6 separate regions of the Mus musculus genome follow, and regions 2, 3, 4, 5 and 6 are each linked to region 1. A link is a contact called in public HiChIP or PLAC-seq and Micro-C data. All regions are on one chromosome and are shown on one strand. The core of a region is the stretch at or near the end of the contact, and the rest is flanking DNA. Distances in the headings are between cores, read along the strand shown.

Region 1 (3,645 bases), core at 519-3,018:
AAACACTAAGGGCAATCTTCTGCTCTGTCTCGCCAATGAGGACTACCAGGCAACTTACTTGCAAGCGCCTGTTTTCTTTCTAAACCCAGTCAGGCAGTGGCTAGTTTATATCCTACCACGAGAAGGAGTTATTTCCTCAAGTTTCTTCAGAATCAAATTTAATTACAGACTTTGGTTACATAAAACAACTTCTAACAACCCGTTGAGCTCAGAAACGGGGGGTGGGGGGGTGGGGCGGGACGGGGACCGGGACCAGATTTTGGATTGCTGGGGATTGAGGATCACAAGCCCCCCTCACCCCCCACCCCCACTCCGTGCCGCTTGCCCCTCCACTCCAGCACCCCCTAAGGATCCCTCAGATGGGGGATACTCATTTGACCTAATCCTAAGAGCCCAAAACAACCCGCTGCCTCTACCACCCAAGTGCTTAGACAGGCATTTGCCCAGAGTGAGCTGGGCGTGCCCTGAACTTGGCGAAAGGCCGAGGTCTACCGAGAGGTTTGGGATGGTTTCAGGAGAGTTTGGGGTGATAGGCCAGAGGGGACAACCTCAAACGCGAAACTAGAAACCTTTCCCTGTAGAAGTTCTGGAAGGGTCGAGCCCCTCTGGCCTTAGAAGGGAGAGGTCGCCAAGAGTCAATTCAGGGTTGAGGGTCCGATTCTGAAGAGTGGAGTGGGGACCAGCGAAAGAGATGAAGGGTGAAGAAGGAGGGCGCAGGTTACCTGAACAGAGACATATTAATCCAAAGAGGTAAAAGCGAGCAGGCTCCGCGATCATTGTCCTCGGGTAGGTCCTGCATACAGTCTCATGCCAAGAGAAGGGAGCAGAAGCGGAGATCTCCAAATTTATGGAAGCCACACACCATACACCCTACACACAAAGGCTTAATATAAGCAACGTGAGTCAATCCGCCAAGAGTTTGCAGGGCAGTTTCTCGTCGACCTTTCCGGAGGCTTGTCAATCCCTTTGCAAAGAAAAAGCCCAAGGTTTGTCTTCCCTAGCTCCGGGTTTCTGAAGAGGCTCAACCACTTCCAAGGCTCATCCAAGGCGAACAACAAAGAGCCTAAACCGAGGAGCAGTTGTGCGGTTTCCTGCCTCCACAGTCCTGCTGAGCCTCCCGGCGTGCGCCTCCACAGCGTGTGCCCTGGCGCCGCTGCGCGGCGATTGCAAAGTTGGGGTGTGAGAGCAAAGGAAGAGATGCACCCCAAAAAGTGCTCCTCCGTCTACCGGAGAGCCAGAGAGTAGCAGGCCACCCCCCTCTGGCGGAGATTGCAGTCAAGGTAGCGGCGGCAGCTGGGGAGAACAGTCTCTAGGTTCACGGGGTGCGCCTGGGTGACTCTGCGCACCAGGAGGGAGCGAAGGGGCGGTACGGCGACAGCGGCTGCCTGGGCGGGCCCTTGTTCCCATCACTCGCGGGATGCGGAGGGCACCGGGGACAGCAACAGGACCGCGGATGCACGAGCGCCTTCCGGGCGCCCCCAGCCCGGCACAGCACCCAGCATCGTCCCGGGTCCTGCTTCTACTGGGGCGCGTGTAACGCACCTCCGAACCAAGCTGCAGCCCAAACTTCCCGGGGTGGCTAGTCTTACTCCTTGCTCCTGGAAGCTTCGGAGAGGCTGCTCCGGGCGGCCCCGGGTTGGTGGGAAAGAGCGAGCAGGAGGAAGAGGATGCTGCCGAGGCTCGCCCGAGCTCCGCTGGGAGCTTGCAGCGTCTGAAGTTTCTGCTCTCACGCTGCCTCCTTTCGGCTCGACAGCTCGTGGGTTTCCCCCTCAGTCCCTGCTGCTCCGGGTTTCCTCCCTCTCCAGCCCGGCTCGGGAACCTTTAAAGGGGACGCTCGATCCCTGCCAGGCCCTCACTGGCGCTGCTCAGACAAGTTCTGCGTGTTAATATTTCCATCCACATGCCTGGAGCGCCCAACTGCGCCCTCAGGTGAGATTTCAACGACTCAGAAGCAGAAATCTCAACGAATAAGAACTTGTTTTGGGTCCCTTTCCATCTCAGGCTCCCCTGCACCTTTCTCCAAATGGAACCTCCCAAACCAAAGACTTCAAAATCCTCCAGGTCCCTCTTAACCTCTTCTTTACCGATTTAGGGAATTGCAGTAAACTTCCAAAGAAGTTCACTCACTACCACTATCACCACCCCCCATATTCTCTTTAAACGAGCAAACAAACAAACAAACAAACTTATTTGCTTTCTCAGCAAAGAGGCTTTAGGAAAGTGTAAATTATCTAAAATATAGTAGTGGATGGATATTCTCTTTTTATTGAATTTGCTGGCGGTCCTGTAGAAAGGAGTGAAGGCTTAGGTCTTGGAGACTTCATTATGTTTACAGGAGAGTCTAGGTAGCTTATAGATATTAGAGACTCAACAGTTAAAGAAGAGTAACAGATGGGTGGTAATACATTAATCTAAAGTTTGCAGTGATGGGCTCTTAGCATCTCAAAAACTGGGCCACCCCAAATCCGAGGGTATCAGGTACCTGTGGCCATACTAACTTTATTCTCTCTTCTGAAGAAAAAAAAAATGGGGCCTGTGGGGCTACTTCATGAGTAAGCTAATTAGGCCCGAGATGAAACATGCCTGGGATATTTGACAGACAAGTTTTCACAAATTCGTTGTTTTCTTTTTTGTTATTATTGCCTATGACACGATGAAAACCATATAATATCTGCGGAAGGCTCTACAAATTGCAGTTGTTGACACAGCTATCGCTTTTATTAATAAGTTACTCTCTTCAAAGCTATGGTCTATGACTTCAAGATGAGTACTTACTGCCTTCAACTATGGCCGGTGGCATGACGGCAGGTGAGGAGGGTTTGAATTTATTTTGTGTAGACGGTTGGACTTTTCCAGGTTTCCCTTAACTGACTGCCTGCATTGCCTACCTAAACTGCAAGTTTCAAAGAGCCATGTGCTCATTTGGGTCATGGCTTCTGTGGCCCGTGAACTCAGAGCAACTGTCTGTGAAAAGACAACCTGGTTAACAGCACCTTACCTTTGAAAAGGAAACACAATTTAATCCTGAGAAAGCTGACTGAAAACTCAGTAAACAAGCCAAAGATAAGAAGTCAAAGATTCTAACCAGAATCTTTTCAGCAGTAAAAACAAGAAACGTGCAGTAAATGTTAAGAGACATACATTGATTTGGTATCTGTGAAAAGATAGTTTGGTGAGAAACAGAGAAAATAAATTTTCCTTGGAATAAAATGAACTTTTAAGATAAGATACCCCAGGAATAGAACATAAATAAGCTTAGCATGATGAAGGAGGGGAGGAGAAAACGAAAATCTCCAATCCCCAAGTTAGTCAAGGGGATTTTAAATGAAGATTTTGAAGTTCCATCTAGTGAAGGATATATCCTCTTATTTTCTTTTATTTGTGTGTGTGAGTATGTGTGTGTGCATGTGTGAGTGTGTGCGTGCATGTGTGTGTGTGTGTGTGTGTGTGTGTGTGTGTTGGACCTCCTGTTCAGAGAGGTAGGGGCTCCTGCATGCTAAACACAGGTTCTGCCACCAGTATGAGAAAGTAGACTCTGTGCAAGAGTCCCTATTACATTGTTTCCCTAGTGTATCTCCCAGTCTTCACAATATCACTGAGATCTTTCAAGCCCTATTTCACCTTATGGCTCAATGGGAAAGTGTG
Region 2 (4,065 bases), core at 739-3,238, 280 kb before region 1:
AATAAATCTTTATAAAGAAATAATAAAGGCTTGGAATTTGAGTTAAAGGAAGACAAACAAACCTATTCCACAGGATTACTATCTGACTCCAAGAAAAACCTCAAGGCCGGCCTGACAAGCAGCTACCGAACAATGTAATGCTTTTCGATTAAGATCGTCAAATGGTATGAAACAAAAGTCTCGCCATTCTCAAATACCAAGGGGAGCCATAAATTGTAACAGTTTCTGTGACAGTGTTTAAAAGCTTGGCAGAATGCCCTGTGCATCTATTTTCTTCTGGTTAGATTTCATGTCTTATGGATATGTCACAACCTATAAAGTTGTTATAAATACCGCACTAAATATAATTTCCTTTAAAAGATGGGGCTATTATGCTATGTCAGACACTGGTTTGGAAGCTAATTCATCTCTCCCAAGATAGACCTGGCAATCGTAACGCTCACAAATGAGTTATTAGAGTTCAAACATAACAATAGCCTAAGACTGTGGTGAACTGTCTCATTTGTTTATAAGTTGTAATAGCTTTTGTTTGTGGGTTGTTTTTTTAGATTTATAAATTAAATTCTAGAATAAATATGTAGATGGTATGTATACGTGTATAAGGAAATACATACACACATGAGAAATAGAGTTGTAGACAAGTGTGAGGCATAATTAACCAATCACTGATTTGAAATCACAGGTAGTAAATATTGGATAACCCCAGAAGACAATGGACTATTCATGATTGAATTTTCTGAGTAGGAATTAGGCAGAATCTCTTTCCTATCCTAACTATTCTAAACAGGGCTGTTTCCTCATTTTAATTAGTCACATAAGGAGCATAATTAATTAAACATAACAAATGTTATTTTCCCATTGGTCAAATTACCGTTGAGCCTTGAGTCACATTCTGACAGGAAAATTCAGTGGCGTCTACAACTGGATATGCAAGGTAAAGGAACTGAGATTTTCTGGACTCTTGATATTTATGGATGAACTGTTTCTAGAAGCAGGGCAGAATACATTGCAGACTTCAGCTTCCTAATGCCTCCGATCTTTATTGTGACCTTCATTACCCAGAAAGATAGGGACATTTGTATTAAATAATCTATATTTTGATTTAGCACAAAATGTATTTTGGCTTTAGTGTCCTGCTCCCACAGAACTACCACTGCAGGTGGACCTCAGGGGGTGCGGCTGTCAGGGCACAGTGACAAGCTCTGAACAGAGTGACCTCAGCAGGCCATGCAAATCTGAAGTGGTCATTAATATTAAGAGGTTTTAGAGGCTATCTATTCATGAATAATATTATTAGCCTTTGGATTGTACGGAAGGACTCTAGTAGTACAGAGAGAATGATGCATGGGCTGAGGAGTTTAAAATTGGCAAAGCAATCAACCAGATCAGTTAGCAGAATCAGAGCTGATATCAAACACCTCCTGCAGAATGCTCGACAATACAACACTGAGTTAAACTACAATGCCTTTTAACAGTCTGTGTGCCCAATAGTCTTAATATCCATTCATCCACTTAGTTCCTGTTTCATAAAACCTCATCGTAATTGTAGCCCTGGCTTTAATGATTGTAACACAACCTTTGCTACTATCTTTGTGACATACATTGTTAACTTCTGGAAAGTTCAGAATTAAAAAGAATCCTTTGCAAGATCATTATCATTTGCGTCAATCCACAGAATGTTTCCTTATTCTTTTTAACTTCTCTGTAGACAAACAATACAGAGACAACTTTCTGTGCTCCGGGGAGGAGCTGCTGAGTCAGGTTCGGCCTGAGTATCAGTTTATTTACCAAGACACTTACAGTTAGGATTTTTGTCTCGTCTGAAAATTTTCTGTTTCCTTATTTTCTTAGTCTGTCTTACTTTATGCACTTAAAATATTCAATGTGATATTATTAAAATATGCAAATGGTCCAATGATTGCTGCTTTACTCTCTTCCCAGCACAGACCACAGACAGAATGAATCACACATCTGAGCCTCTCCAGCTCTGACCCAATACAGTTGGCTGTTGGCAGTTAGGATCAAGCCACCAGGTGCTGCTTGGGTTTTCCTCCTGTGTCTGTGCTCTTTTGCCACTCAAGCAGAGGTTAAAATGTGGATTCATATTTCAGTTTCAATAAGTATTCGTTAAAACACAGCAGAGAATATCTAAGTAGAAAAGCCAAGGAAGGGCTGGGGGCTGGATTTAGTTCTGTAGAAGATCAACTGCCTAGGAAGAAAAATGCATGAAGATAGTTCCCAGCCTCTCTCTCTCTCTCTCTCTCTCTCTCTCTCTCTCTCTCTCTCTCTCTCACACACACACACACACACACACACACACACACACACGCACACGCACTCACACACAGGCACATGTACACATATACACACATGCAACACACATATACAAATGCACACCCCCCCACAAATATACACAAACACCACATACAAAATACACATACAACATGTACACACAGCAAATACAACACACACATAGCCAGTACACAGAGACACACAAACCATATACAGGCACTTGCCCTCACAATGCACATACCAGAAAAACGCAGATACACACACAGATCATACTAGTACACATGTAGACACCATACACACAGAGAACAGATAAAATACAAACACTCATAACACACACATACATATATAGCTCACCTACAACATATGCATACAATAAATGTAGACACACATACCACAACAAACACATGCACACACACCACACACAAACATACATCACACATGCACTAGCACATACACATGCACACTCACAAATGCAGAAAAGGGATCAAGGGCAGAAGGGGGAGGGAAGGAGGGAGGAAAGGGCAGAAAATCCACAGAAGGGTCCTCGACTCAAGAAAGGACTATGAAAGTATCTTTTACAGATACTGTCTCAAGCAGGGCAGAACAGGGTATAGGGTGTAACTCTCTGCTAAATGTGGTACTTGGCTCATTCACCGACACCACAAAAACTAAAAAGTAAAGAGAAAAAAAAGCTTCAAAAAAAAAAAAGAACAGAGAAAAATAAATTTCAAATCAGGATTCCTTTTAAGATATTGGAATTAACTTTCTTTGTATTAGGGGTGAAAAATCAAAACACTATCCTTATTTAAAGTACTTTTTTACTCATGATTTTAATATGCTGAAGCTTTCCTATCTGAATCCCATGAAAGAAATACTCACAGGGTGGCTAAATGGCTAAGTGCATAGAGATTGCTTTCAAGTGCAAACCGACTCCAATATTCCCTCTTAAAAGGAACCACATAGAACTACAAATTACATTGCTAACTTTGCTATAACTGCGTCCTGCTACCAAAGGGATTCAATTTTGATTAGGTTCCAGTGTAGTAACTAATATTTACTACAGTCTTCACAAAGGATGAAAAAAAATATAAAAACTCCAGATCTCTGGTTTCCTTTAAATTCTTCCTAGCTCTTTCTTTGAATCAGAGTGTTGCTTCTCTTCAGTACTCTGTCTACTGTTCTAATACGTGAGGGTGACTTACACAGTGATGCTAATGTCCGTATTTAATACAGAATGAAGCAATACAGTCTTTGTTACTCACAGATTCCCCCCCCCCCACACACACACAACTTCATAGAAAAACAAACACATTTGAAATGAGAATATCTGAATTTAGCAAGTGGCTCTGGAGCCGATCATTTGTAACCAATTTCCATTGAAACCAATTCTGGCTTAGGAGCAAGAATTCCATATGGAAAACTTAAGGCTGGCTTAGCCATGGAACTGAGTTTAAAATTGCAGGAAGAAGCCATATTTTGGTTTCAGTGCCCATTGTACACGACACAGAACTACTTGTTTATATTAGCAACAGTCTAGCAGGGTAGAAGGCTCTGGGCCAGAGCTTGAAGTGAGACTTATTTAACTGACTGCGACAGCCAGCCAGTTTTCCTGTCACAGAGGCCTGGAGACAGACACACCTTTTCATGCTTTGTATTCATCATGGCCATGGCCGCTGCCTCTGGTGGGCTTTTGAACTTGGATTTGGCATCTCTTGAAATTATGCTTGCTCTAAATGTGAGTGTTGTTTGCTTCACACAGCATTAGCCTGAGAA
Region 3 (3,994 bases), core at 100-2,599, 330 kb before region 1:
AAGACAAGGGCAAGAGATGCTCCGTGGATGCAGGGTGTGAAGGCATCTGGCGTGAAGGCTTTGGTTGCGGTATCATCGACCTAGTGACGTGCTGGGTCTGTTAGGATCCAGAGTCTGAGAAAGAAACCGGGAGCTGAAGGGATGAACGGACAGGACTCAGCAGTGACATCTGATATGGTATGCTTTCTCTGCTCCATCAATACACAAACGCACACATACACGTACACACACCCGTGCATTCACAGGCACGGACACACACACACACACACACACACACACACACACACACACAGCACACAGCCGTTCCATGGCTGGAAATGATGTTGTCTTCCCAATGAACCACTTTCTGTATTCTATTTTCCTTTCTCCCCCGCCATGATTAGCAAAAGTTATGACCATAGAGTAGACTTTTAAAAGCATCCATGGTCTTTATCGTTCATCTTGTGCTTCTCACTCTACAGTGAAATCCAGGGTGGCGATTTTATGTAGTGGCTGCTACACAGAAGTTCATTATAGCTAACGAATCAATGTTTAAAACTGTGTAAAACACAAAACAAGACAAAGCAACCACTGGTCACCCCGAGCTTCAACTCTAAAACCTTTGTTAACTGCGACTTCCCCAACACTCCACAGTCTCTCGAGCCTTTCGCCATTTCACTGATGAAAACGATGATTTCTAGTGAGTACCGGACAAAAATCCACTTTATTCTAAGCATCTGCTTCTAAATGGAGACAGTTATGTCTTCACTGCCAGTGGACTTTCAAGTAGAGAGTTTGGGGGCTTTGCAATTCTTCATTTACAACAGAACCACTTACTGCTACGTAGGAATTTCTACCCTTGTTTCCCCGGTGGTAATTTTGTTTCCATAGGTTGCAAAATGCTTTAGCTAAGAAATGGGGGCTTATATTTTATTTTTTACGCATGTGCATGTGAGCTTGTGCACGCATGTTCGTGCACAGAGGCTACTGCCAAGAAAACTGAAGCCTACAGCTTAAGTATATACACAAAAGGTGCTGGCTAAACCACCAGGCATTCCAGATTTCCCTAAGAGGAAACGCTTCGATGCCAGAGGCTCCTGTGTGAATGCCGGGGCTGTGACTTACATGGAATTCCCCAGAACACAAAAATATGCTGTGGTTTAATTGGTGAATCTAGTGGATTTTTTTTTTCAGACTTCTTAGCTTTGGCAGTGAGTTGGAGACTGGCTTTGTTTCACAGGTATGAAAACAAGAAGTTAATAGTATCCAGGAGTGAAGAGATTAGAGCCTATTGCAAAGCCCTGGCTAGACGCAGGCAACCTGCTTCATTCAAATCCGTCTTTGTTATACAGCAAGTTCAGCAATGTTCCTGCCCGCTGCTTCTTAGATTCAGGAATCACACCATATTCTAGTAGTTAAACACATTATTCATCTCGACACTCAAAGGCACTCAGCAAGTTAAACAAATTTGAATTATAAAATAGTTTGTGTTGGATGGGTTTTTTTTTAATTTTTTCTTTCTTTTTTAAAAAATCATCTTAATATTACTGGATTTTTTGGGGGGTGGGATAGGTGGGGGTGGTGGTGAAAAAAAATCACCTTATTGTGGAAAATCCTTAAGCCTGTGTTTTATCCTCTGCTTCAGCCCCTTTCAGCTTTCTGCCACCTCGATTTGTGATTTCTCTGTGAATACATTACAACTCACTGAATAATAATCACTAAAAAAACATAAATGTGGGATTGAGGTTCATCTTAATTAGAGGTGAAAAAAAAATCTCTTTGTTAACAAGCTACCTAGATTTCTTCTTGCAAATGTACTTTTCCCTCCATATGTAGATGTGAATTATGCTAAATTCCTGCGGAGAACAAACATCACCCACAAGTTCCGAGCAACTGCCGCGTTCAGCAGGTTTTCAAGGGAACACCTTTCTTTGATCGTGTCTGCTAACCAGCTATATTTCTTAATCTTCCTAAGTGCCAAGGCCTAATCACTTTAACTCCTTTTCATCATTTGCTAAATCAGCACGCCTGCTTTTCTTGGGTAAACTGCTCCCTCTCGTGGTCAAGAACTGAGATGCAGCACTCATACAATAACTGCAAAAATTCCTTGGTTAACAGCTGAAGGGAGAGATCACTTCAAAGTAGGTGAACCAATTCAACATGGAAGTTTCACCTTTTAACAAAGGAAGCAATGTCAAAGACCAAAAAAAAAAAAAAGAAAGAAAGAAAGAAGGAAGGAATACCCATTTGGATCTAAAAACAAGCAAGATAATTACCTCCCTCCACTGCTGACGGCTTCGCCTCCTCTTTGATAAGTTACTAGAATATTATGAAAAAAAAGAGAGAGAGAGAAAGAGAACAATTAATAGACATGCTTATATAGCGGGAGCCATTAAATTCATGAACATCTTTCTAAATGCCATTCAATTTCCCTTCCTATCTAGAGGCTTTATAAAAAACCACTGCAAGATGTCACAGATTTTTGCTCTAGGAATGTTATAGAAGATGATTTTTAGAATAACCATACATCATTTTTAATTTCTCAGTGTCTCTCAATATGATTGCAAGGAGCAAAACTAAAAACTCCAGGACACTGTTACTAAATGGAACTAATTCTGATGTGCACCTGTAAGGATTTGTTCAGACTTTTTCACGAGATTAGATAGTTCTATGACTTCTGTATGTATAACTTTAAATTTTCAGGGAAAGAGACATGGCTAGATTGTCTTCCCAGACGAAAGCACAGACACATGCTCAAATAAACCCTCTTTGCACACACAAAGACTTAAGCCAAGTTGTGACAACTAACATGACCTGTTTTATACGTGGCTTACGATTTTATACGTGGCTTATGAAAACCCCTCGGGTATTGTGTTTCTATCAGACATTATATCTCCATCACACATGAATGAAAAAAAATCTTAATTTTCATTTTTTGCCAGAACAAAAAAACGAATTATAAATAGTTAGGCAAGGAGTTAAGAAGATTAGCTTTCCTGTAAATACAGACACATTTTTCTAAGAAGAAATGTGTTTTTAAAAGCTGCCAAGTTTCTGAGACTTAGAAAAACTCTAAACTGGAAGTCTGCTCGGGAGAGATAACTGTGTCCAGGGATCGCAGGAACTGGATTAAGGCGGAGGACACATAACTAAGGGACATCTTTGACTGCAGGTGATGGGAGAGGAGCGCCCATTCTGAAAGACACGGAATGGGCACATGTTGAAGACTCTGACTTGTTGGAAATGAGGTTTCACGTCTCACGTGGGATGGCGATTTTGGGGGTACCTCCGAGAATACTAATTCTATGGACAGAGAGTTACAAAGGACAAAAACTGTTCTGCTGCTGGAAAACGTGGAGGTTTGAGTCCAGGGGAGACCGATGCACTGCCCGGCGTTATCTAATCAGTCAGATGATTAGCGCATTCAATCATGCTGGGAGGTGAGGGGGAATGTGGTAGGAAAGGTGTGTTTGTTTAACAGGGACCCATGCACACAGGACTAAGATGCAATGTGGCATGCAGAATATGGGCCTGCATTCATTCAGTAGGTGAAAAAAGCAGCACCAACCATGTCTAGTTCAAATGCATGCCCGGCGGGAGTGAAGGAGATTGGGTGTTCTACTACGTGTGCGTGTCCTTTCCCCGAGTTCCAGCTCAGAACGAACTGGAACCAGCCACACAGCAGCACACCACACATGCCAAACTAACACACGGAAGGAAGAGGTTAAGTGCATACAGGTACCTGTTGGCGTGAAGGTAAAGGACGGGACTGAAAAATCAAAACAAAATATAAACTAGTTATTAAGCTGACGAGAGAAGGGGAACATATCACATTAGTATAAATCAAGCAGACAGCTGAACATAAAACAAATGTAAATAACCAAGCCGGTAGGTCTGACACGCTGATATATGAACAGCACCAATCTGAAGCCTTACCAAAAAAAAAAAAAAAAATGAAGCTTGTCTCTACAGGTACCATTCTGAAGTGTCTGACATTCTCACACTCTCAGGAGGG
Region 4 (4,023 bases), core at 539-3,038, 310 kb after region 1:
ATGTAGCTCATTGCTAGAGCAGTTGGTCAGCAGTTGGAAATACTATTCAAATTATACTATTTCGCAAAGTTTAAAATTTGCCCCTCATCATCATAAATTATAGCTCCATGTGGTGATTATTTAGTCTACATTTCTTGTTAAACTTCCAAATTATGTCACTTCATCCATTTACAGGAATTATGTGATTAGCCATAATTATCTGAAATAGTTGGACACAATTTAAAAAAAAATCTTACACCCAGGAAAGCAATTGAAATGTATAGCATGCAAACTTTTATTTTTGGCTCACTGACTTATTTCTCTATCACAAGGATATAAAAGTTGGCTCAGTTTGAATGGAATAGGAATTATCTAATTTTTAGGAGATACCTGTTATAGGGGCCACCCACAGCATTTTCCTTCTGACATTAGGCCCGCTTTGAGATAATTCTTGCAGTGAGAGTCCCTTGAAGCTTAAAACCAGCAGCAATGACGGTGGTGATGCTGTGTCTGGTATTTTTACTGCTGGAAGGTGTAGGGGATCTGGCAGCTCTGTATTCCAGTTTCTATGGCATGTCAGTGTGCAATGGTGGAAGGCTGTGGAGGAAGCCATGATGCACTAGTGATCCAGGTGCCCATCCCCCTTTAGAGGGTGTGGCTTTAGACTGTCTTACAACCTCTCATCAACTAGATTTCTCTGTAAAAACAAAACAAAACAAAAAACAAAACAAAAAAAAAACCCCAAAACAAAAAACAAAAAAACAGAGATTCTGACCCCTCTGGTTGAATTAGGGAAAAGCTGGAAGAAGCTGAGGAGGAGGGTGACCCTGTAGGAGCACCAGCAGTCTCAACTAACCTTGACCCCCGAGATCTCTCAGACACTGGGCCACCAACGAGGGAGCATACACCATCTGACATGAGGCCCCCAACACACATACAGCAGAGGACTGCCTGGTCTATGTTCATTCAGACATGAAGCACCTAACCCTCAAGAGACTGGAGGCGGCAGGGAGTTTAGAGGTCACGTGGGGTGGGGGCATCTTTGTGGAGACTAGAAGGTAGGAGGAGGAGGAATGGTGGACCAGTAGGCGGTAAAAATCTGGACTGTAAAAAAAAAAAAGATTAAAAATAACAAAACAAAACAAAACAAAAAACAGATGCTGATAATAGAGAAATGAAGTGGACAAACGATTCCGGTGTTTTCTTTTTGGTAACTTGAACGCATAGGGAGCTTCTTTCCGGGTCTCTGGATTGTGTGTTTCTACCTTAGGGTATCTCATCAACACTCTCCTTCCTAACAGTTGCTAAGGAGTACTTGAAGTTTGTCAGTGGACACACTTGGTTCTCTTTGGAGCCATGGCTGCTCTGTAGCTAGTCCATTCACTGTCTGGCTCAGAAACAATACTGACAAGATGAATGAATTATAATCACCCCCTTTAGTTTATTTAAATTTTATCTTATTTTCCTTCACAACCGTATTCTCAGCTTTTGTCGTGTTTAACCTGATAAATTATTCTGAACTGAAATCCAAGAGACACTTTGCTGGGCTCCAAGAGAGACTGCACGGAAAGGACTAAGAGAAAACTCTTATTACTTTCAAACTGTTATGCGAGGGATAGATGCCGTTTCCTCCATCTCCACATTAAAAGGGAGTGAACTGCCCGTGGCCATAGAACCATACATGCAGTGGTCTCTGGACTCCTACAAAGCAAACTCCTTCTATCCCGCCAGGTGTGAGGTTCTGTGCTTAAGCACCAGACACGCCCTAACCACAAGAACTTGTTCTCCTGCTGTAAACATGATCTTCTCTTTCTTCCCTCAGGCTCCCTCTTCAGCTTGCCTTTCTCTCTCTCTCTCTGCCAGCTTGCCCTGCCCCCACAAAGACTCTGATTTCTGATGTGGTTTAAGCTGCCTGTTTAGATTCTGGCTGCAACCACTTATATCTACCAATGTGGCTCCTCTCTCACCCAGAAAGACACTAAATACAAAGGCGTCTGCTTTTATTTCCTTAGACATCCTTCACAGACCACAGTGTTGGCTATAAGCTTTTTCCATTATGCAAGGTTTCTATTTTTCAAGAGCAACTATGCTTCAAGTCCTACCTGCTGTTTTGTATATTTTAAATCTCCTTTGATTGTTAAGTGTTGAAGGCATGCACAACTTTGCATGGAGCAGTAATTGTGCATACATAGTATCAGCTGAAAGTGACATGGAAATTTCCAGAATAGCATTCACAGCTGTGAGAGTTGAAGCCTGTGGGGCTATATGACCAGAGACAGAGAATTAGAAAATCTTGGTTTATACTTGTCTCATCTGAATGAACAATCTTAAACCAATGGCTCAGAGAGTTGAGCTGCCAAGCTCAATTCAGAGAGATACTATCTTTTTTTTTTCCCTTCTTCTTCTGTTCAAACTTCGACAAGCTGTAGACAATCTGCTAATCTTTAGTCATATAGAAACATAAATCTCTCATGTGAGAAGAATAAAATACGAGAACAATTCAAATTAGATCCATGTGTTAAATCCCTCTGGCCCACTTACATAGGCAACTTCCCTTACACATTTTGGGGAACAGTCTGTTAGAATATTTACTCAACTGAAGTCTATTTCTAGTATAATTTCTCTATATATCCCAACCTGGGGAGATACGCAAGAGTCTGATCCTGAATAATACCACACAGAAAAAGAAGAAGAAGAAGAAGAAGGAGGAGGAGGAGGAGGAGGAGGAGGAGGAGGAGGAGGAGGAGGAGGAGGAGGAGGAGGAGGAGGAGGGGAGGGACAGGGAGAGGGGGAGGGGGAGGGGGAGGGGGAGGGGGAGGAAGAAGAAAAGTGGACACAATCCCTTCTTCCTCCGACAATATTTGATTTAACCTTAGATGATTCTCATAACACAGTCTTGGATAATCTTTTGCTTTAAGTTTCCCAAGTGTAAGGCAATCATGTCAATTTCCTATCTGCTACATTGTTCTGCCATCCGTGGGTCAGAAAGCAAATGTTTCAGAATGACTTTGGCTGTGCTATTTAAACAATATGTGAACATTTTCATGTTTCTTTTACTTGCCCACTTTAGGGCTATCTTTCACTGTCAAAATTAATGCCCCTTTGTCTATTTTAATATTATGCACTTGTAAGATGGAAATGCATTGTAATAAAAATGTATGTGACTCTCCTTAAATATGTTCAAGTCAAACTGATGTTTTCAAGGCAATTCAATAATTTGACAGTACTAAGACTTTTTGCAAGCAGTTACTAAACTTGACAGGTAAAACTGAATAGAAGGAGAAAATGCCAAGACCCAAGAGAAGTAGAAGAGAACCTGGTCTTTCTGTGTTCAACACATACATTTACATTTGATAGCCCTGATTTAAAAAAACAAAACAAAACAAAACAAAAAATAACAAAAAATAACCCCCCCCAAAATATGAAGTTAAAACTGTTTTGTTCTGACTGTTTGCTTGTTTAAATAATATGTAACTTTTATCATATTAATTCATTCCATCGTCACAAAAGTGGGCATGATTCACAAAGTGTGTAAGGTAAGGTAAGTTCCTGATTTTGACACATTGTTGCTCAATGACCAGTTCCAGCCTATATAGTCATAACAATCTGAGTATTGCTATTCTCTCTTTTCCAGCATAGTTGTCTATTTTTCATATTATGAATCCTTTCACCTTCTTCTCCCACAGTGTTTTATAATGTATATTCAATGGAAATAAATATTCAATCCAGCTGCAGCATATGTCTTCCGGAAACATAAATGAATAGCTATGTGTAGAAGAGAAGAGGCTGGAGTTTAGAATGAGTATAAGCAATCGAGTTCTTTAAAAAACTCAGACCATGTAAAAGAAATTCAGATACTGTTCAGATATAAATCCAATTATGCAGAAGATGAAAAAGTTTGTACAAGAGAAGCAAAGGAGGTAGAAGAATCTGTGTTGTTCACAGTAAAGATAAGTCTGCCTGAGGGTTCTTGAATGTGTGTGCGGTGGCATGGAGAACAACACAATGCATAAGAACTCCTGCGAACATTGGACTCTTCTTAGA
Region 5 (3,553 bases), core at 425-2,924, 410 kb before region 1:
AATCAGGGCAAGAACTCAAACAAAGGGAATCTAGAGGCCAGAGCCTCTTCAGAGACCATGGGGTGGGGGGGGGGGGGTGTTGCTTACTGACGTGCTTCTCATAATTTGCTCAGCCTGCTTTCTTATAGAACCCAGAACCACGAGCCCAGGGATACGTACCACCCGCAATGGACTGAGCCCTTCCCCATCAATCACTAACTAAGAAAATTGAAAGATCTTATGAAGGAATTTTTCTCAACTGAGGTTCCATCCTGTGAAAATAATCCTGATATAATTGTTGTCTCCCAGGCTTACTGACCCAGTCTGTTAACCTAGGCCTAGTCCTGGAAGCTTCTAGCCTCCATACAATTTAGTCTAGCCCTAGAATGTTTTCTGCCTCTGAGACTTACTACTGAATAAACTCACCCTTTCTAGTTCTTTCTGAGCTCTAGGCTGGCTGGCTCACTCAACTCCTCTCTAAGCTGATTGATTCGATGTGGCTTCTCTCCTGGCCTCTGTGTAAATTGTTCTGCTTGGCCTCATAATAATTTTGGCAATCTGTTCTAATCTTCTGTCCCCTTCACACTCTCTGGCTTGATCTATCTTCACCTGTGTCTGTCTCTGCAACCTGTCTCTGTAAAACTTACCTGGTAAAGCAGCCTCCTCTTCCATCCCCCTGTGCTGGTCTCTCTTACGTTGTCTCTTTCATCTCTCTTCTTATGAGAGTTGGGCAGATCCTATTCTGTCATATCTTTCTCTGATTCCTCACTTCGTCGGTCGGCCACTCGATTAGACATCGCTTTCAAACATGGTTGCAACCTTGTACAAACTAACCTTCCCTTCATTGTCTGAGATTAAAAGTGGGTGCTAAGGGCTGAACCACACCACAACTAGAGACATGGCTTTTTTCAGTAGATAACACAATCTCAGGGCTCACAGTGTGATCAAATTCCTGCCACACCCTCCTTTCAGATAACTCTAGCTTTTATCAATTTGATATAAAACCAGCCAGCACAACTGACTCCTTGGCAACCTTGTGACATAAAACCACATCACTGTTAAACCTTTCCTTTCTTGTTCTCCAAGACTGTATGTTAATATCAATATTACTATCTAAACATTCCAAATTTTACGGTCCCACATCTTTAAAAATTCAAACACTTAAAAATTCTGTCTTTTAAAAACAGCTAGTCTATTTTTAAATCTAGTCTTAGAAAATTCAAAGTCTCACAACTGTGAGGTCTTGACAAATAAAAAAATAATTAAATACTTTCTTAGTTCAAAAGGGAAGAACAAGTGGGTAATCGCAATCTGAACAAAGCAAAACCAAACTCCAAAAGTAAAAATAACTCACTATCCAATTACCTGGGATTCACTAACCATCTTCTGGCCTCCTACAAGGGGCTTGGGCCACTTCTCCAGCTCCTCTGTAGCACACACAGCTTGTCCTCTAAGCTCGGGTAGGCGCCATTCTATGGCCACTGCTGCTCTTGGTGATCATGCCAAGGTACTGGCATCTCCACAATGCTGGGATCTTTGACTGCAACTGGGCTGTGCTTTTACCAATGTCCTAGGATTTATTCATGATGCCGAGCCTCGGTTTCTCTTCATGACTCCTTCAGTCTATCTGGCCTTCAACAGCTACTGAGGCTGCACCTTCACCAATGGTCTCTCCTGACCTCTCACAGTGGCAAGCCACAGCTGCTCTCCATGACCCCTTTATGACATCAAAACCAGTAGCACCTGGGTGACTCATACTACCAACTTCAGCTGCCAGCTCAAGGTTCAAACTAGGCTGCCTCTGGGACACAGCTTCCATGTGCTGACTCTCAGGAAACCGTTCCCAGAAGACGTCACCTCTGTGATGCTACTCTTTCCTTAATTACCACTAAGTTCTAGGTTCTAACTAACCAGCATCAATTGCCCCATTAAAACAATGATTTTACAATTAACCTGGGCCCATAGGGGCTCATAGAGACTGAACTGCCAACCAGAGAGCACGCATGGGATGAACCTAGGTCCTTGGCACATGTGTAACATTTGTGGAGTTGTGTGTGTCATGTGGGACTCCTAAAGTGAGAGCAGGGGGCTGTCTCTGACTCTGTTGCCTGCCTTTGGATCCCTTTCCCCTAACTGAGCTGCCTTGTGTAGGTTCAATAGGAGAAGATGCACTAGTCCTAATGTAACTTGATATGCCAAAGCTGGTTGATATCCATGGGAGGCCTCCCCTTCTCTAAGTAGAAGGGGAGGAGGTGTGGATGGGGTGGGAGGAGAGGTGAGAGGGAAGGTTTGATCTGCATGTGAAGTAAATAAATAATAACAAACACTCAAAAGAAAAACAAAGGTTTTAACTTTTGTGGTTCTGGTATCTTGTTCATCTCAGCTAATTCCTCAGCCCCAGCTAATCAGCAGCACAAATTCCTCAGCTAATTCCTCAGCCCCAGCTAATCAGCAGCACAGATTCTTAACTCATATCTTTCAGTGGAATCTTTGCTTTCCTCTGAAACTTGACAAACTAGGCCTCTACTGTCTGCACTGCTCTCAATATTCTTATCTTCCTATCTTATATAGAACATCTCCCTGAGCGCTCAACATACAATGGCTTTTCTAGCCCAAAGTTCCCAAGTCCTTCTGCAATCATTCAAAAAACACTGTGGTCAAGACTGTCACAGCAATACCCCCACTATCCTAACACCAACACGTCTAGTAGCTTGTACTACAACCTGAATGGTGACTCCCAAGATGACCACGTTACTTCTGCTCTTATATTAGTAGCAAAAGCAAGTCATAAGTTGTTAAGACAAACATTGAGGCAAACACTGAGGATCGATTTCTCTGCTTCATAGGCTGACTCCTAAAAGCATTTGGAGGAGATGAACGGGAGAAAGAAGAAGTCCTAACAGAGTGAGTCAGCATATGGCTATCTGGTTCTAGGTCCTAATTCTATTTAGTATAGACAGTTCCTGATATAAAAAGAAGAGGGGAATAAGCTGTTGATGAGAACTAGATGATATTGAACCGGCATCTGAAAACTAGAAGCCAGCTGAAGAAATTATGTTGATTGCTAAAAATAAGAGCTAGCTTTATCTACCTCAGGACACATTAATATGAGAGTTCAAGTTGATAGTTACATGAAGAGGGAGCAAGTGTGAAATCTCTCCTCTAAGAAATCGACTTCTACTAATTTGATGAAACTAAAATTAGAATTTACAGTGAAGTTAAATCCCTCTTTTCATTGGAAATATATATGGGCTGTGAGCAAGATTTCAAATCCTAAATGGCCCATTTAAGAGCCATTTCATCTTAGGCAAGCCTTGGTTGACCAGATATGCAGTGGAAGTAATAATATGATGAAAATATTAACAAGAATAATGATAATGGTGAAAATACATTTATGAGAGTTTTTTAAACACATAAATAAGATGACCTATGGAGAAAATTCATGTTGTATTTATAAAACTGCTAAACAAATTTTTATCATCATTAAAACCATAAACCATACCAAGTAAAATACTTGAAAAAAATTACACTTCACAAATCACGAAGCTAAGAACTACCAGAACCGCAGCTATTT
Region 6 (3,915 bases), core at 388-2,887, 450 kb after region 1:
TTTTATTTTGTTTTGTTTTGTTTTGTTTTGAGACAGGTTTCTCTGTGTATCCCTGGCTGTCCTCAAACTCATTCTGTAGACCAGGCTGACCTCGAACTCAGAAGTCTGCCTGCCTCTGCCTCCTGAGTGCTGGGATTAAAGGCGTGCGCCACTACGCCCAGCTTGATTAAGAGTACTTTTAAAGGACTAACCTAAAGGAAATACACAACATTTAGGACAGTGCCACTAATGAGGTAAAAGCTATTTCATAATAAGAGTGAAAATAGCTTTATGAAGATGTAAGATAAAAAATACTTGATCAAAGAAGAGAAAAATTATTAGTAGAAATCTCCTAGACCACAATGGACTTGGTAAAAGGGCAATATGCTGTCCATAATGCTTACTAGACATTAGCTATTTGTATATTTTTATCTTGATGACTCTCACAATATCCACAGAACAAGCAAGCAGGAATGTTCTTGATCCCATTGGGAAGGCACCTCTTTCAATTCCCCCACTGTTCACTTAATAAATCAAAGTGCTATAAAGAGTTCGCGATGGCACCCAACAGCATTATAATTTGGTTTAATTTAATTTCCGTTCAATGTGTCCCAGGCCTGTGTTATTCTTGCGAAACAGAATGTTAACTAAAGTTAAAGAATTCAAATAAAAGACACGATTCTCTTGAGTAGGGAATATTTATTGAGGAAAATTAATATAAATCTTCATTGTCCTTAGGGATTCCTCTAGGTAAAATACTGTAAATTACTTTCCTGAGAAAGACAAATACTTATTGCAGATGTGATGGAAATTCGCGTTCTGGCCACAAGGTGGCAGAATAAGCTAGGAACTCCTTAAACCTTTTCAAAAAATCCCAAGTCTTTCAGTGATCCAGGTTTATCATATTTCAATGAAAAAATGCCGAGACAATTGTATCCTGTGCCTCCGTTAATCTGTACGAAAAGCGACTACAAAAGAATCGGCAGTGGAAACAACAGAGATAACTGGATGCTCTTTCCGACCCCTCGCAGAGAAATCTCAACCCCACTTCAGCTTCTACCATTTCCCTTGAGCAAACAGAGGTCCACTCGCCCTGTTCCTGAGATAAAAGGAAAAATCCTGCATAGGGGCCTCTAAAAGACTGTGCCTTAAATGCATCTTGAAAACAGTGCTGGCCTGGAGAACTAATCGTCTTCTATCCTTCTCCTGTGCGACAGTCATACGAAATAGCCTGTCCTCTCCTCTCGGTATATAACATGAAGTGACCTTACTATAATGCAAACACATTAGCATAACCGTCCATGTGGTCACATATACAAAATTAACAGAAAATTGCATCACCTACAGCATTATAATTTTCTTCACTTGTGGATAGGATAAAAAAAAAAAATCTTAACACTAGGCTTGTTTTAAAATCACCGCCTGCCCTTTAGTAACTTTGTGAAACTGTGACTATAGAATACAAGTGCAACTTTCACGAAATGAAGTGGAAAGTCGAGCCTTGGTCATGTGTTCTGCAAAAGGCCTCCATTTTTACTCAAAGCCACCCCCGCCTTTTATATCTTTCCAAGATCATGGAATGGATTTTATAGCATCTGTAGAGCTGGAAAATTCCTGTTCACTCCTCAGAAGATGACTCAGTCATTATCTCTCTAATCCACCTCATTCCCTGAAGGGTAATGTTGGGTTTGGTTTGCTTGTTTGTTCCTGCTATAGCTCCCCCCGCCCCCCGCCACCGATTATAAAGTTCCAGCTGCCTGGGTCTCTGAGAGTGTTTGAGGGGAGACAGTCCACTTTGTCACCTTATAATCTCAGCTTCCGTTGGAGAAGTCTGAGCTGAAAGAGGTCCTCAGGAAACCCTTTGCTAGTGGGCCAGAGACAAGAACATATGAATTTTAATACTGCTTGTATGATAGTGGTACTATGCTGCATCATGCCTGTTTTGAGATTATACGTATATTAAAAGATTAACATGCTATTAGTGTCCAATTGGAGCGATTCATTCTCGTCTGAAAATGTGAAAATATTGAAATTTTGCTTGAATGTTAGAGCATTGGCTTTCTAATCTTCATATCGTCTGAAAACCGTGCCTCTGAGGAGTCACAGTAGTGAAATTAGAACGCACGTACTATTTGATTCATATGTATTTGTTCTCTGTGTATTCCCTTAAGACTTGAAGAATAAAATCTACAAGTAAATGTATAGATGTTAGTGGTGGTGTGTCAAGTGTGTTATAGAATCAAATAGAGAACACTATGTGATTTTTTTCATGAACATAGCGATATGACCTATTTGAGAAGTGGATATGAAAATTATTCAGACTTTAAATCGCAGGCTGAGCTGGATTACTGTTAGATTATACAAAAACTGACACTACCATACAATATACATTCACAAATAAGTTAGCACATGGTAATATGATTCTAATTTTTTTCATTCTCATAAAAATACACACAAGAATTCATACTAAGATAATTAAAAGATGAGCCCTGATGTTCTCAGGCAAAATATTTACCAAGAAAACTTTAGAAGGGAGGAAAAAGTTTTAGCATTCATTTAGAACGGAGAGACTCCAGTGCCCAGGGAACTGGTGGTTTCATCGGTCCATTGGTACGCTCAGGGGTATGTGATTTGAAAAACTTATTTGTAAAATGCTTAATAGAGCATTAAACTTTCCAGTCTTACAAAGATTGGCAAAATAATTTTAAATGGCAATAGTTGCCTGTACAAAAATTAATATTCATAAAGAGATAAGCCTAAAGGGAAAACGAGATCATTATGGTCTTAGAGAAAAATAAATATGTATTCATTTTTTTCTGTATTTCTGACTCAGGGCATAAGAGTGATTGTGTGTGTGTGTGTGTGTGTGTGTGTGTGTGTGTGTGTGTGTACTATATACCACCATTTGAGAGCATTTCTATAACATACGTGAAAATGTATTTAATAAACATGAACTGTAGCCGAGTGTGGTGGCACATGCCTTTAATCCCAGCACTTGGGAGGCAGAGGCAGGTGGATTTCTGAGTTCGAGGCCAGCCAGGGCTACACAGAGAAACCCTGTCTTAAGAAACAAACAAACAAACAAACAAACAAAACAAAACAAAAAACAAAAAACAAAACACCCCCCCAAAACCAAACAAACAAAAACACAAAAAGAACCAACCAACCAAACAAAAAAGAACCCCTCAAAAAACAAAACAAAACAAAAAACCAACCCCCCCCCCATAAACTGCATTCTTCTTCACTATACTTTCCAAATTCTAGTTAGAAAACATAGGTTATTTCCACTACACTATAAATACATATATTTACAGAATGTTAAATGAGCTTCTCTTTAACTTTTAGGAAGAACTAGTTTGAATGTATCCAGGAACAAGTAGAATTGACAGGTCAAATTCCATATGAAATGAAATGCTATCGGGAAGGTGGAAATAAGAATGGTTGTATTCATAACACGTGTGCCTACATTCACTAATATGAGAAACTTTCTGTATTGTGCACGGCAAGCACAATGTCTAAGTCACAATGTTCACACTCCTCTAGATTGTTTAAATGTGAAACAGCAGTTGCCTAGATAAAACTAAAGTTCCTTAACAATTTTCATTGGATATTTTATTTATTTACATTTCAAATGTTATCCCTTTTCCCAATTTCCCTGGCCCCAGAAACCTCCTATTCCACCCCTCCTCCTCCTGCTTCTATGAGGGTGTGCACACACCCACTCCTGCCTCCCCACCCTCAAATTCCTAGACACTGGGGCATCAAGCCTTCACATGTCCAAGGGCCTCTTCTCCCATTGATGACCGACAAGGCCATCCTCTGCTATTGATGCTGTTGGAGCATGGGTCTCTCCATGTGTACTCTTTGGTTGGTGGATTAGTCCCTGGTAGCTTTGAGGGGTTGCAAACCCCTTCAGCTCCTTTCTCTAGCTCTTCC

The links. Hi-C and Micro-C count contacts between places; a contact is called where the count stands out from the background. HiChIP or PLAC-seq counts read pairs in DNA pulled down with a chosen protein or histone mark.
Region 2: a contact with region 1 is called in a Micro-C map of granulosa cells, with 2.2 times the contacts expected there. The contact joins the enhancer-like site here to the promoter of Robo1 in region 1. A contact is called at or near these places in 7 of 39 promoter capture datasets (the 3T3-L1 cell line, 3T3-L1-derived adipocytes, the HPC-7 cell line and 4 more), 1 of 484 Hi-C or Micro-C datasets (granulosa cells), 17 of 115 datasets of contacts at active chromatin or transcription factors (T-cell acute lymphoblastic leukemia, craniofacial prominence, embryonic basal ganglia and 12 more) and 2 of 9 other capture datasets (adipose tissue and pancreatic islet).
Region 3: an H3K4me3 HiChIP or PLAC-seq map of embryonic limb bud shows a contact between it and region 1, with 4 times the contacts expected there. The contact joins the enhancer-like site here to the promoter of Robo1 in region 1. A contact is called at or near these places in 9 of 39 promoter capture datasets (the C10 cell line, cranial neural crest, embryonic stem cells and 5 more), 1 of 15 datasets of contacts at CTCF or cohesin (embryonic stem cells), 20 of 484 Hi-C or Micro-C datasets (DN3 thymocytes, LSK cells, cerebellar granule neurons and 14 more), 16 of 115 datasets of contacts at active chromatin or transcription factors (craniofacial prominence, embryonic basal ganglia, embryonic forebrain and 11 more) and 4 of 9 other capture datasets (adipose tissue, embryonic tail, liver and 1 more).
Region 4: a contact with region 1 is called in an H3K4me3 HiChIP or PLAC-seq map of craniofacial prominence, with 5 times the contacts expected there. The contact joins the enhancer-like site here to the promoter of Robo1 in region 1. A contact is called at or near these places in 7 of 39 promoter capture datasets (cranial neural crest, frontonasal cranial neural crest, hippocampal neurons and 4 more), 7 of 484 Hi-C or Micro-C datasets (adipose-derived mesenchymal stem cells, cerebral cortex, cortical neurons and 2 more) and 9 of 115 datasets of contacts at active chromatin or transcription factors (craniofacial prominence, embryonic forebrain, embryonic hindbrain and 6 more).
Region 5: a contact with region 1 is called in an H3K27ac HiChIP or PLAC-seq map of trophoblast stem cells, with 2.8 times the contacts expected there. The contact joins the promoter of 4930500H12Rik here to the promoter of Robo1 in region 1. A contact is called at or near these places in 2 of 115 datasets of contacts at active chromatin or transcription factors (extraembryonic endoderm stem cells and trophoblast stem cells).
Region 6: a contact with region 1 is called in an H3K4me3 HiChIP or PLAC-seq map of forebrain, with 3 times the contacts expected there. The contact joins the enhancer-like site here to the promoter of Robo1 in region 1. A contact is called at or near these places in 5 of 39 promoter capture datasets (cranial neural crest, frontonasal cranial neural crest, hippocampal neurons and 2 more), 4 of 484 Hi-C or Micro-C datasets (cerebral cortex, cortical neurons and embryonic fibroblasts) and 4 of 115 datasets of contacts at active chromatin or transcription factors (embryonic forebrain, embryonic limb bud, forebrain and 1 more).

Annotation. Positions count from the first base shown.
Region 1 is chr16:72,661,272-72,664,916 of GRCm38.p6, reverse strand. It overlaps Robo1 (roundabout guidance receptor 1), which reads right to left and starts at 1,768. Exons shown (of 29, transcript NM_019413.2): 1 at 723-1,768. The coding sequence starts at 777. It overlaps Gm29908 (a long non-coding RNA gene), which reads left to right and starts at 1,851. Exons shown (of 3, transcript XR_384961.4): 1 at 1,851-1,929.
Region 2 is chr16:72,937,199-72,941,263 of GRCm38.p6, reverse strand. The region is part of intron 6 of Robo1 (roundabout guidance receptor 1); the gene reads right to left. It overlaps Gm52247 (a long non-coding RNA gene), which reads left to right. Exons shown (of 3, transcript XR_003951918.1): 3 at 1-925. Among named protein-coding and RNA genes, the nearest start is that of Gm52247, 20 kb to the left of the region's middle. Within about 2 kb of position 1,988, at least 4 of the 459 cell types and tissues checked have an H3K27ac peak or open chromatin away from gene starts, as enhancers often do. A contact at or near this core is called in granulosa cells, where this site is marked.
Region 3 is chr16:72,993,421-72,997,414 of GRCm38.p6, reverse strand. It overlaps Robo1 (roundabout guidance receptor 1), which reads right to left. Exons shown (of 29, transcript NM_019413.2): 18 at 3,722-3,748; 19 at 2,256-2,298. Among named protein-coding and RNA genes, the nearest start is that of Gm52247, 36 kb to the right of the region's middle. Within about 2 kb of position 1,349, at least 15 of the 459 cell types and tissues checked have an H3K27ac peak or open chromatin away from gene starts, as enhancers often do. A contact at or near this core is called in embryonic limb bud, where this site is marked.
Region 4 is chr16:72,348,401-72,352,423 of GRCm38.p6, reverse strand. It overlaps a transcript of Robo1 not described here. Among named protein-coding and RNA genes, the nearest start is that of 8030451O07Rik, 120 kb to the right of the region's middle. Within about 2 kb of position 1,788, at least 12 of the 459 cell types and tissues checked have an H3K27ac peak or open chromatin away from gene starts, as enhancers often do. A contact at or near this core is called in craniofacial prominence, where this site is marked.
Region 5 is chr16:73,070,467-73,074,019 of GRCm38.p6, reverse strand. 4930500H12Rik (a long non-coding RNA gene) reads right to left here and starts at 1,674. Exons shown (of 4, transcript XR_876153.2): 1 at 1,345-1,674.
Region 6 is chr16:72,212,818-72,216,732 of GRCm38.p6, reverse strand. It overlaps a transcript of Robo1 not described here. Among named protein-coding and RNA genes, the nearest start is that of 8030451O07Rik, 20 kb to the left of the region's middle. Within about 2 kb of position 1,637, at least 9 of the 459 cell types and tissues checked have an H3K27ac peak or open chromatin away from gene starts, as enhancers often do. A contact at or near this core is called in forebrain, where this site is marked.